Linked DNA regions of Pan troglodytes: region 1 is linked to region 2. The links are chromatin contacts, called in public HiChIP or PLAC-seq maps. All regions are on one chromosome and are shown on one strand. The core of a region is the stretch at or near the end of the contact, and the rest is flanking DNA. Distances in the headings are between cores, read along the strand shown. Region 1 overlaps ANKRD33B (ankyrin repeat domain 33B). Region 2 holds the start of ROPN1L (rhophilin associated tail protein 1 like).

Region 1 (6,475 bases), core at 3,271-5,770, 190 kb before region 2:
ACAGGATGGAAGGGCGATGCGCCTCGTTATACCCATTCCTTGCTAACCGTGAGGCTTTCTTTCCTAAGTCTAAACAGAAACCAGCCCGTTCTAAAGACTCCTCCACTGATATAAACCAACCACCTGATGCTGCCCCACCGTTCTGCAATTTGGATGAAACAACCGACCAGCATTCCGTCCTCATGAGAGACACTGGCCATGGCTTCGGAGTGCGTCCGGCAGGTCCACAGAGGACGCGCAGTGAGGGTTTTCATGTCCTCTGCTTCACCTTTTGAGTCAGGTTTGACTCCACCCTCAGATCATGCTAACGCTGTTGCTTTTTGAACACAGGTCCCAGGGAGAGGCACGGAGCTTGATTGCACACGTGCGTGTTTCTCCTCTCATCGATATTCAATGCTTCTCCCATAGCTTACGGAATATGTGTATTGAGCCACCTCCTTCAGCATGCATTGTTCTTCTGTCTTGTTCTTCTGCCCCTGGAAGGGTCTGTTTCTGGCTTCTGGCCGGAGGCGCTGCTTCCCTGCCATAATAGCCACCCTGCAGGCTGCAACCCTTTATGAGAAGAAAGCTCTTCTTTCCAAGTTTATGAACCTCGTCAGTCCTCAGTTCACATTTCCTATTGAAAACGCAGAGGATTCTCCTCTTGCTGAAGAAGGCTTATCTCTGCTCTTCCCCTCCTGTGCTTGACAGCCACTCCCTGCCCACTGCTGTGGAATATTTATCAGATCCCTCCTGTTTCTCGTCAACCTCTCATTCCTTGCAGACCCACTTCCCTCAGAATGCTGTTGCGGCTCAGAAAGCAATACCCCACAGTGAAGGCCTCAGAAGCAAAGGTTTCTCTCTGCCCTCCTGCCCTCCCATCTCTCAGTCCCTTCTTCCCTGAGGCCAGCCATCCAAACTGGAATCCCTCTTCCCCAAGGCAGATCTTTGAAACCAGAACCCCTTTTCCCTAAAGCCAGCCTAAAGGTTCCCTAAAACCTAAAAATACTGCCCTAACATAAAGAAATTATCTGACTTGCCATGTCTGACTGTAGGTCATAAGACCCCCGTTCCAGGGAGAGTCACTCCCAGAAGGAAGGAGTGCTGCTCAGAGAAACCTAGAAGAATCGAGGAGACAGGCAGGCCTGTGGGGTTTCCCCACTCAGTCTATTTATTAGCATTATATTTCTTCTTCTTCTTTTTTTTTTTTTTGACACAGTCTCACTCTGTCACCTAGGCTGGAGTGCAGTGGCGCAATCTTGGCTCACTGCAACCTCCGCCTCCTGGGTTCAAGCCATTCTCCTGCCTCAGCCTCCCAAAGTGCTGGGATTCTAGGCATGAGCCACCGCGCCTGGCCTGTCCAACTATATTTCTACATAACTGTCCACACTTTGTTGAACCTAAGCAGAAAAATGGAAAATTCCTCCTGCATTTTTGGGTTTTCATTCCGAAGGCTCCCATGTACGCATGTTATGGGAACATGGCCTCTTTTGTATGCCTCTTCTCTTATTCACCTGCCTTTTGCAAGTTGATTTCAGTGAACCTTCAGAAGGCCCTTAGTTCCTACAATGCACTAATGGCCCATCTTCTTCACACTGCCCTTTGTTAAGTGACTTCCCAGTTCTCTGTCTAGTGGAACCTTGGCCGATGGGATGTTTGCAGGCGTGATGGAAGCAGAAGGTTGAAATGTACTTATCCAGACTTTCATGCATATTTGTGCCTCAGCTGTCTCCCCAGGAAGAACATGCCCAGGCTGGCTCACTGCTCCCAGGAAGAGGATGAGTAATGCATGCAGCAGAGCTGCCCCAGCCAAAGTGCCCAAGAACAGGTCCCCGACTTGCCCACAGACTTGAGCAAGGACAGTTTAGATCAACGGATCCCCAGCCCATCCACAGATGCATAAGCAATAAAAACATCCCAGAGCATGGGAGTTGTTTGTTACACAGCAATAACTAGCTGACATGCATGCTCAAGGGTCTCTCATCTTAAAAGCATATGTGACTCACAGCAACCCCTGTGGGCCTGTCTTCATGTTCCTGCCACCCTCCATCAACCATTCAACTCCGCTTCAGTCCAATTCCAGATCCATCTACTATCACTGTTGCTAATGACACTCTCTGACTTTGCTGAAACCACCCCCAGCAGTCCCCAGTGACCTTCTTACAACGAGACTCCATGGTGATTTGTCAGTTCTCATCACATTCAACATCTCCCCAGCATTTCCCACTCACTCGTCTCTTTCATCCTTTCTGAAACACGCTCTTTCCATGGACATGCAGATGCTCACCCTTCTGATTTTCCGCCTTCTCAACATTCTGAGCTCCTGTTCTCTCCTTCCTGAAATGCTGCTGTTCCTCAGCTGCCTGCTAAGCCCCCTCCTTATCTCATACACTCTCCTTTGGTGATCCTATACGCTCCTGTGGATCCAAGTTTCAGCTCTAAAGCTTCCACATCAACTCTTTCCAGTTCTATCTCTTTTCTTCAGTTTTTTACCTCAGTATCTGTCTACTGAGTATTTCATCATGGGTATCCTACAAACTCAATGCATCAAACCCAAAACATCTTTCCTCCGAAGCTACTCCTCTCCCACATCCCTTATTCAGTGATGAACACCACCAGTCACCCCATCACCCAAGCCAGATGGCTGGACTCAGTCTCAAGCCCTCCACATCCTCCCTCACCCAAGCAATCACCACATTCTGCCAACTGCACCTCTGACATCACTTGAGCACAGGAATTTGAGACCAGCATAGGCAGCATGGCAAGACCTCATCTCTACAAAAAAAATTTTAAATTTCCTAAAGCTGTCCTTGTTTCTCCATCCCTGACCTGGGCTACCACATCCCCATGGGGCCACAGCTCCTGTCCTGACTAGCCTCCTTTGTCCCACTTCTGCCCCCATTCATTCTCCACACCAGCAGCACAGTGACACCAACAGGGGCCTCTGACCATCCCCACTACTCATCCGAAACTCTCCATGGGCTCTGCTCTTTAGATGAGGTCTCAACTCTTCAATGAGCTGGTTTTTACCTCTTCACCCTCAGCTCTCACTGCCAATGCCCTCCCAATCCACTTTATGGTCAAACAGCCAGCATTCCGTGTAATTCACTCATGAGCCACACTTCCTCTAATCTAGTGGCCTCTGCACAAGGAGTCCCTCTACCTGGAATATTCTGCCTCCTCTTTTTACTTGGTGACCTGATGAGCCATCCCTTCCAACTCCAGGTCTTCCCTGGTGCCCCTTAACCCACGGTGTCTCATCGTCCACGTTCCCATGCATATATGGGTTCCCACAGCCGCCACAGCCCTCGTTACCCAGCTCACATGCTTAAAACTTCCAAATGACTGCATGCTCTGGGGTGCTCAATAAATATGCATTAGATGAAAAGGCTGAAACATTCCTACCACTCCTTTGGGAAAAGTTTATTTATTGAAAGTATCAGGGTGGGCAAGGTGGCTTGTGCCTGTAATCCCAGCAGAGAGGCCAAGGCCCGAAGAGGCCAGGGAGGCTGAGGCTAGAGGATCACTTGAGCTTAGGAGTTAGATACAAGCCTGGGCAACATGGCAAGATCCCATCTCAAAAAATAAAAATTAGCTGGGCTGGCCAAGCGCAATGGCTCACGCCTGTAATCCCAGCACTTTGGGAGGCCGAAGTGGGTGGATGACCTGAGATCAGGAGTTTGATACCAGCCTGGCCAACATGGTGAAACCCCGTCTCTACTAAAAATACAAAAAATTGGCCGGGTGTAGTGGCAGGCACCTGTAATCCCAGCTACTCAGGAGGCTGAGGCAGGAGAATCACTTGAACCCGGGAGGCGGAGATTGCAGTGAGCCAAGATCACATCATTGCACTCCAGCCTGGGCAACAAGAGCAAAACCCCATCTAAAAAAACAGGCAATAAACACAAACTGCTCTAAAAATGGGAAAATGTTACAGAACTGGGTTGTCTAAGATTGACTGACTCAAGGCACTCAAACTGCAGTTCTCCAGACCAGGCCAGTAGAGGGAGCTGTCGGCTTTGGAAATATGACATCATACCCGCCACGCGGCATGAACAGACTCCAGGAATTCTTAGCATAAGGCATTTACCATGCAGATGGAGGGGCAGGGTTAGTAGGGGAGGGAAGCATCCCTGCTCTTTGCAGGGCAGGCAGGGGTCTGAAGGAGGAGCCAGGTAAGCCCCAAGCTGGCTGAGGAGCCCTCCTGGCTGGTCAGCGGGCAGGGGTGTGGCGCTGCCATGGCCAATCAGAAGAGCTCAGAAAAGCTCACAGGAAGATAAGGCAACGCTGGGAAACCGAGACTCGCCAAGTTCTACTCTCTCATTTGAAACGGTATAAACTGAGAAAAAAGGAAGCACTTCAAAACAACATGAACATCACAATGAGATCACACTAAGATCGTGATCATGTGCACTGCTAATAAAATAAGATAAATAACATGAAGAGGCGTTGTTCCTGGGTTCTGACCAAGTCATAAATTCTCCTCTGAACTGGGACTCTCCCTGATTCAGCTCAGGAACCAGGGCTCCCCCGCAGCCCAAACCCACAGCTGCCCCTGAGAATCCCTCCCGTTCTGTCCCCATCCCCGGGCAGCATCCTGCCAGGCTGGCTCTCAGCACATAGCCTTCAGAATTTTACAATTAAATGCAAGAAATAACAAGTTGCAAGCACACATCAGAGGTTCCTTATACCCAAAACAAGCTTCACGTGCTGTATCCCATCACCAGCTCAAAGAGACCCCTGGCGTTTCCTCACTTCACCACGTCCATGCTATTCTGTTAAAGCACAACAAGGAAACAGAAATAAACACACAACTCTATCCATGGGACTTCTTGTTCCTTTCTTTGGTTATCTTATTTTTGTTAGTGGAGCGGTGGTGAAAGTTGAAATGACTGGCTAAATGAGACTTAGGGATTACATGAGGATTTATTTTCATACGTTCTCTCCATTTACAGACCTAGTACAGATTTGGCTGTATTTTTATTGTGCATTAAATAGCCGAGGAAATTAGACTTTTTAGAGAACACTCAAAAGGCAGATGAAGGCATTTGCATCCGAATTCGTACTCATAAATGCTGTGTCCTCCAGAAACCCAGAGCTTCCAACTCTCAACCAACCCAGTTGCCATAGCAAATAATATAAACATATGGTTGCTTTAAGATTGTGCTTCACAATGCTGATTCTGCTTAGTGCGACTGCTGTCTACACAAGCCATCCTCTATCACTGGTTTGGCACGGGCTTGTGACGCAACCCTGGTTGGTGAGATGGCAACGATACTCTGCTGGAGCCTTCTGGAAATGTTTTCCTGTCTTATAAAGGGAAACGCCGACAGGGATTTGCTCCTCTTCCTTGATGTCCCTGAGTGTTGCAACATGAAGCCGTGGCGCTTCTAGCAGCTGGGGCCACCTTGGGACCATGAAGGAAAAAGCGAATGTATTTCTGAGAAGTGGCTCTAGGTCCCAGCATCACCCAGCTACTCAGTGAAGCAACCCTGCAACATCGCCCGCAGATGTCTTGTGTTGCAAGAGAAGGCAGTGTCCTTGTGGTTGAAGCCAAAAGCATCCTAACAGGTACTAGGCTCAAAAGAGAGCTGGGGAAATACAACTGAAAACCAGAGTTTTGGTTCATTTTGAGTAGGGAAATACTGAAAAGACTGATCTCAGCCAGGGCTGGCAAGAACACTCTTGGACACTCAGGGGAAAGGAGAAATCACCACAGCTTTCTAAAGACCACTTGGCAGCTGCATACACTTAAAACAGGCACAGCCCTTGCTGAAGCAATTCTGTTCTAAGAGTGTGTCTGCACATTGCTTCTCCTCTTCCTTGCCCTGCTTTCGGCCTAGGAAGCTGGCCTGCAGCAACAGCACCTGCCCAGTTTCCGCCCCAGTGAGGTTTCTGGGTTGGCTCAGCAGGGGACCAGGGTGGAAGGAGCGGGATATCTGGCCCTGCCTCCCACTCCGGCCCCTGGCTGGGGTTCTAGGCCGAGGCTGCCTCTCGGGTTCCAGCTTCTTGGCCTGGGTCACTCTCTGTGGAGTCCCTCCCCTTAATCCTTTCAATGTTGGTTCCCTTAACTCTACCCTTCCCCCCGTAATTGACAGGCTCTCATCAACTACTCTGTTCAGCCCTCTGAGCCCACCTGTCACTCAACATGCTTCCTGCCAGGATCCTAACACGCTGTCCTCAGAGATGCACCCCAGATCCAAAGACTTCACTACAGCCTTGCTGCCGTTGATTAACTCAAAAGCCCACCTGTCCAGTAACTGGGACAGCTAAGTATACCACGGTTCATGCACTTTACACAATATCCTCTTTTCCAACAAATATTTAAGAAGCAAGTACTTCATGTTCAAGGACTGGCCTAAGAGCCGGGTCCACCACAGTGAGTGAAGGCCAGTCAGAACGCAGCCTCTCAAACTTGAAGTCTTGGTGGGGAACTGGGCATGAGCCACACATCCCCGTGCAGGAAGGCAGGGCTACGAGCGCCTGGCAGGGCTCA
Region 2 (6,403 bases), core at 2,298-4,797:
CTCGTCCTCCCAAAATGTAGGGATTACAGGTGTGAGCCGCCGTGCTCAGCCTACTTGCTTGTTCTATAGCAGTTATGTCCGTGGGTATCCTGGTTTCCTGTTTTGGTTTTGATGGTTTTTCTTCTTCCTGTCTCCACCCCCTTCTTCCTGTGCTGCTTCCTCTTCCTGGAATCCTCTCCACCCCGCCCAAGCCCCAATCTCTCTGCCTACAAAATCTCTCAAGGACCAAGCCACTACTCTGCTTAACTTTCAGGACCCTTCATTTTTGCACTTACCAAGTCCCGCCTTACTCAAGTTACTTTTGAATAGCTCTCCCTAACAGATTCTGTCCTGTGACAGCTGAAACACATTTGAACCTACAATTACATATATACTGCCGAATGAATAATACCTGGGTTTTCTCCTAAACTCACAAATTGTTCTTGGTCAGGCGCGGTGGCTCAAGCCTATAATCCCACCACTTTGGGAGGCCAGGAGGGCAGATTACTTGAGGTCAGGAGTTCCAGACCAGCGTGGCCAACATGGTGAAACCCCCGTCTCTACTAAAAATACAAAAATTAGCTGGGCGTGGTGGCACGCACCTGTAATCCCCGCTACTTGGGAAGCTAAGGCAGAATTGCTTGAACCAGGAGGCAGAGGTTGCCGTGAGCCTAGATGGCACCAGTGCACTCCAGCCTGGGCCACAGAAAAAGACTCTATCTAAAAAATAAATAAATAAATGGCTCTTGAGAGAAATTAGTAGCATGGTACATTCGGAAAGTTCCTGATTAAGTCTCTTATTTATTTATTTATTTATTTTTTTGAGACGGAGTCTCGCTCTGTCGCCCAGGCTGGAGTGCAGTGGCACGATCTTGGCTCACTGCAACCTCTGCTTCCCGGTTTCAAACAATTCTCCTGCCTCAGCCTCCCATGTAACTGGGATTACAGGTGCGTGCCACCACACCAAGCTAATTTTTGTATTTTTAGTAGAGATGGGGTTTCACCATGTTGGTCAGGCTGGTCTCGAACTCCTGACCTCAGGTGATTCATCAGCCTTGGCCTCCCAAACTCTGGGATTACAGGTGTGAGCCACCATGCCCAGCCTGATTAAGCCTCTTAAAGTGAAGTTTAGGCCAGGTGCGGTGGCTTACACTGGTAATCCCAGCACTTTGGGAGGCCCAAGTGGATAGATCACCTGAGGTCAGGAGTTTGAGACTAGCCTGGCCAACATGGTGAAACCCCATCTCTACTAAAAATACAAAAATTAGCCGGGTGTGGTGGCAAGTGCCTGTAATCCCAGTTACTTGGGAGGCTGAGGCAGGAGAATCGCTTGAACCCGGGAGGCAGAGGTTGCCGTGAGCCGAGATCTCGCCATTGCACTCCAGCCTGGGCAACAAGAGTGAAACTCCGTCTCAAAAATAAATAAATAAATAAACAAAGTGAAGCTTAACATAACTATCTCTAAGGTATTACTAAATATAGTTTAATGTTCCAAGAAGATGTTGCTAAATCTTGGAATTTTTTGTACAGCACAAACTCTTATAAATCCTTTTATTTAAGCTTGAATAATGGTTAAAACCAGAGGCTATATTTCTTTAGCAAGAACTTTGAAAGAGTCTTTCAGAAACCATTGATAAAAGCGTTTCTCAGAAGGCAAGCACTGGATGGACAAGTGGCTCAGTTGGTGGGTAAAATAACAGCCCCAAAGGTATCCAGGTCCATGTTCCAGGAACCTGGGAATGTTACTTTACATGGTAACAGGGATTTTGTGGACTGATAAGGATCTCGGGTGGGAAAACTGCCCTGGACTATCTGGATGGCCACTGAATGCAATCACCAGTGTCCTTGGAAGAAGGAGGCAGAGGGAGATTTGAAGATGCTGGCCTTGAAAATGGAGGAAGGGGACATGAGCCAAGGAGTCCAAGAAATGCAGCTCTAGAAGCCAGAAAAGGCAAGGAAACGAGCTGGGTTTTCCTGAGAACCACTGGAAAGAGCAAAGCCCTGTCAACACCTTGATTTTAGCCTAGTGAAACTAATTTGGACTTCTGGCCTCCAGAACTGCAAGAATGTATGTCTGTGTTTTAAGCTGTCAAGTTTTGTGGTGATTTGTTACAGCAGCCGAAGGAAACTAATTCACTTTGGTTATGGAGTTTAGAGAAAGCCAGCAAAATTTGGCTGTTTTTTTCTTTTTAAATTAGTTTTCTTATTAAAAAAAAATACAGATGGGGTCTTGCTGTGTTACCCAGGCTGGTCTCAAACTCTTGGGCTCAAGTGATCCTCCCAGCTTGGCCTCCCAAAGTGCTGGGATTACAGGCATGAACCACCAAGCCCAGCCAAAATTTGGAATGTTGATGACTAAAATATTTAAATTAAATTTACACCTGTGCTGACTCTTGTCATCATAAAAGTGAGTTTTTGTTTTACATCTGTTTATTGAAAAGGGGCAAAGAGCTCTCCTGTAAAACCAAGAGGATTTCTTTTAATGCCTCTAAGATCTGTTGACTTGTAACTTTGAGATTATGAATGTCTGTTCCTGGAAAGTGTTGGAATGTTTGTGGCAAAAAATAAACTGTGAAGCTTCATTTGCTGGACAGTTTACCCTGAGCACTCTAGGGATGATGACCTCAGTATGACCACGGTCGTTCCGGTGCTAATAAATTTAACCAGCTCTGGGTATACATAGCTCTGAGAGGACTCTCTGCAGATGAGGAACTTAGCTAAAATATTCCTCTTTGTAAAGTCATTTCACAAAGTGACTGCAACCGTGTAATTTTTTTTAACATAAACACTTTTTTGCCCAATGCAATTGCTTTGTTAAGTTTTAGTCTATCTTCATCATAAACACTTTTAAACAATTGAGTTGCCATTACGTTGTAGGTAAGTGAGCATTTTGCAATGATTTCAGGTCTCATAGTCGATAAATCGAAATGGTTCCTAGATAAAACACTCAAGTATAGATGTCACCAATGCTAAGGGGAAAGTTTTGCCTGATACTCTTAAGGACGCTGAGCCCCGCGTAGGGCCCCTGGTCCGGGAGGAGGGCTCTCTGGGCTCGTCTGGCTTGGGCATGTAGACCGGACAGCTCCCCGGGCGAAGGGCGCTTACCTCGCGGACCACTGCAGCACGTCGGCCGGCTGGGTGCGGATGGCAGCCTTCGTGAATTGCTTCAGGATGTCCGGCAGCTCCGGGGGAATGTGGATCTGCTGAGCGCAGAACATGGTGTCGGGAAGCGGCATCGCTCTCCGCAGAAGGGACCAGGCTGGTGAATCGCGGCGCGCTGCGAAGAAGAAGGGCGGCTGTCGGCTAGGACGCGGTGGACCCTCTAGCAGCGCGGGGCTTGCGACCAGGGCCGCCTCCCATCCCGTTCCCGAGGTTGGGGCCGGATTCGCGGGGCTCTTACCCGCTCCTCCGCGGGCTTTGGGAGAAATTCGGACCAACTGCCACTCCAACAACACCCTAGACCCTGCAGTTCCCTAGCGCCAGCCGCCACTACGGACGCGCTCGGTATCCAGGCACCCGGGACGCGAGCAGGCCCCGCCCCTGGAGCCGCGCACGCGCACGCGGCCCTGAGCGAGGCGGGGCTGCTCCCGGGCTGGACACGGAGGTGCTGGCGCAGTCCGACTAGCAGCAGCCGCTGCTCCCCGGTGGTTCAGAGCCGCGCGAGCTGAGCGTTTCGCCTACAAAAGCATCTTCGGATCGGTTTCCCACCGCCGAATGTGAGCGGCGAACTCACGAAGGACTCCCTCTTCCCCTTGCTCTGGCTGCGTGAGGCTGAGGCTAGGGGACTCGGGCCTGCTAGGAGGGAAGCGGGTTAAGTGAAGGAGCTGATGGCCTGGGCGGCACGGGCCCCGCTGCGGGACCCGCCTGCGCCTGGGGCCGCTCCTCCAAACGTCTCGGGCTTCGAACTTCGCACATGCTGTTCCCTGGCCTAAGCCATCCCGTAGTGAACCTGAGTTCTTAATTTAAAAAGCCGCTTAGACAGTGGGCAGTTTCCAGCTAAAACACTATTGTATTTGTTTTCTTACGATAGGTTGCTTGAGCCAATGTGACTGGCTCTAGGAGGAAATAAATCACATCTGTCAAAAGGGCCTCGAGTCGAAGGATAGGAGAAACCTCGAATTTGGTGGGTGCTGACCAAGGCACCATGCAAGGGGTTAACTTTGCTTTAGGGGGTGACCTGGCTGGCTGCTGCAGTTGCCGTTAATAGCCACCGAATGGATGAGACTCCAGATCCACCTCCTCCTGCGTTCCTCAAAACAGGAAGATGGAGAACTACGGAGAGCTACTTCCCAGAGGGGCCGATGGCAAGCCCTCCCTTCAAGGAAACTGGGGAAGTTGCCCGATTTTGATCGTTTCCATCCAAACACCCACCAGACAATATATACATACACATTTCTAAATTAACAGCATTGGCAAAAACTGAAAATACTTGTATTTAAAGTTGATGACAGTATGAAAACAAGAAATCCGTCCGGGCGCGGTGGGTCACGCCTGTAACCCCAGCACTGATCACAAGGTCAGGATTTCGAGACTAGCCTGGCTAACATGGTGAAACCCCCTTCTCTACAAAAATTGGCTGGGCGTAGTGGCGCGTGCCTGTATTCCCAGCTACTTGGGAGGCTGAGGCAGGAGAATAGCTTGAGCCCGGGAGGTGGAGGTTGCCGTGAGCAGAAATGGCACCACTGCACTCCAGCCTGGGCGACAGAGTAAGACTCTGTCCCCGCCCCCCTCCACCCAAAAAAAGAAAAAAAAAAAAGGAATCTTCTATGTTGTTGAGAGGGATGTTAATTAGTACCTTTATGGGGCAGTAACGTAACACTAAAATTTTTCGATGATTGTGCAATATTACTTCTGGGAACTTACCCTACAGAAATACTATAAAAAGTAATATGGACAAAAATCTTCACCATATAAATTGGGTAAATGTCTTTTGGAAAACAAATCATGGCCTGGCCACACAATGGTATGAAAAGATGCCCGTGTAAAGTGAAAAAAAGCATCTTGTCGAACAATCTGCATAGTATGACACCTTTATTGTGATAAATGATTCTGTGAAGGTATGTCTGGAAGCACATAACTAAACTATTAACAGCAGTTACCTCTGGGAAATAGGACAGGGATTTCAGGTTTTATTTTGGCCAGACACATTATTTTGATTCTAAATTCATCATTTATTTACTAACTTAGCATTACTATTGAGTACCAAATATTTGCCAGGGAATTGTTCTGGGAATACAGTAATAATTCAGTTTAAAAAAATAAAATCTTTGGAGCTTACATTCAAGTGGGAAACAACATGCAAATATAAACAACAAAGGTAAACCATATAGTATGTTTAAAAGTACAAAAGAGAGCCGGGAGTACAAAATACAGCAGGGAGATGAGACAGGAATGCCCCAGTAGCTGCCGCTTTAGATAAGCCTCAGTGAGAATGACACTTCAGGAAAGAAATGAAGAGGCTAAAGAGCCTGAAGAACATTTGGGTATTGCAAATAGTAAGTGCAAAGGCACGAAGGCCTGACCTGTTTTGGAGGCAGGGAGGACGGCAGGAGCAGGGTGAACACAGAGGTGATGGGGTCAGAGAAGGGAGAAAAGGGGTGCTTCATGTTTTGCCCAGCATTGAAGGCTATTGTGGACTTTTGAGTGCCATGGTCGTCTATTGGAGAGTTCTGAGGGTTGGCGTGATCTGACTTGGATCTCATGAAGAACATTCTGGATTCAATGTTGAAAACAAATGGAAAAAAGAAGAGAGAGCAGGGGCAGAGGCAGCAAGCTCAGGAGAAACAGCGATTAAGTAAACAATGGGTTTACTTGTTCAGTTTTGAGACTTCTTTATGTAATCTAGATGCAACTCATTTATCAGAAATGTTTTGCAAATATTTTTCTGCCACTCTACAGCTTGTCTTTTTGTTCTCCTTATGGTACCTTTCAAAGAGAAGTTCTCAATTTTGATAAACTACAATTTATCGATTTTTCCTTCATGGATTGTGCTTTTGGTGTTGGATTTAAGAAATCTTTTCCTAACCCAAGGCTGAACACGTTTTCCTTGTTGTCTTCTAGAAATTATACAGTTTTGGGGAACTATAATCCATTTGGACTTTAATCTTTGCCAGTGTTAAGATATGGATCAATTTGTTTTTAATTTTGCATCTGATGCCCAATTATTCCAGCATCATTTTTTCAAGACCTTTGCACCTCTGTCAAAAATGTTGTCCACATACATGTTGGGTTATTTCTGGACTCTATTCTGTTCCATTAGACCAATGCACAGCCAGCAGAAGGGACTGATCCCAAAAACATATGAGTGAATGAAGAGGAGTACTGGGTATGAAGCTTCTCATCTTTAGGTGTATCCTAAAGAAGAGTTACTGAACAAACACAGAGAAGCAGAAAAACTCCGGCACTGTTACATATGTGAAGAAAA

What was found. HiChIP or PLAC-seq counts read pairs in DNA pulled down with a chosen protein or histone mark.
Region 1: an H3K4me3 HiChIP or PLAC-seq map of stem cell-derived excitatory neurons shows a contact between it and region 2, with 11 times the contacts expected there. The contact joins the enhancer-like site here to the promoter of ROPN1L in region 2. A contact is called at or near these places in 4 of 7 Hi-C or Micro-C datasets (blood, induced pluripotent stem cells and stem cell-derived neural progenitor cells), 1 of 1 datasets of contacts at active chromatin or transcription factors (stem cell-derived excitatory neurons) and 1 of 1 other capture datasets (stem cell-derived neural stem cells).

Annotation. Positions count from the first base shown.
Region 1 is chr4:11,279,121-11,285,595 of NHGRI_mPanTro3-v2.0_pri, reverse strand. The region is part of intron 2 of ANKRD33B (ankyrin repeat domain 33B); the gene reads right to left. Among named protein-coding and RNA genes, the nearest start is that of ANKRD33B, 65 kb to the right of the region's middle. Within about 2 kb of position 4,520, at least 16 of the 24 cell types and tissues checked have an H3K27ac peak or open chromatin away from gene starts, as enhancers often do. A contact at or near this core is called in induced pluripotent stem cells, stem cell-derived excitatory neurons, stem cell-derived neural progenitor cells and 1 more, where this site is marked.
Region 2 is chr4:11,092,760-11,099,162 of NHGRI_mPanTro3-v2.0_pri, reverse strand. It overlaps ROPN1L (rhophilin associated tail protein 1 like), which reads right to left and starts at 3,547. Exons shown (of 6, transcript XM_009448797.5): 1 at 3,380-3,547; 2 at 3,085-3,256. The coding sequence starts at 3,215. It overlaps LOC104006350 (a long non-coding RNA gene), which reads left to right and starts at 3,557. Exons shown (of 2, transcript XR_680037.3): 1 at 3,557-3,695; 2 at 4,010-6,403.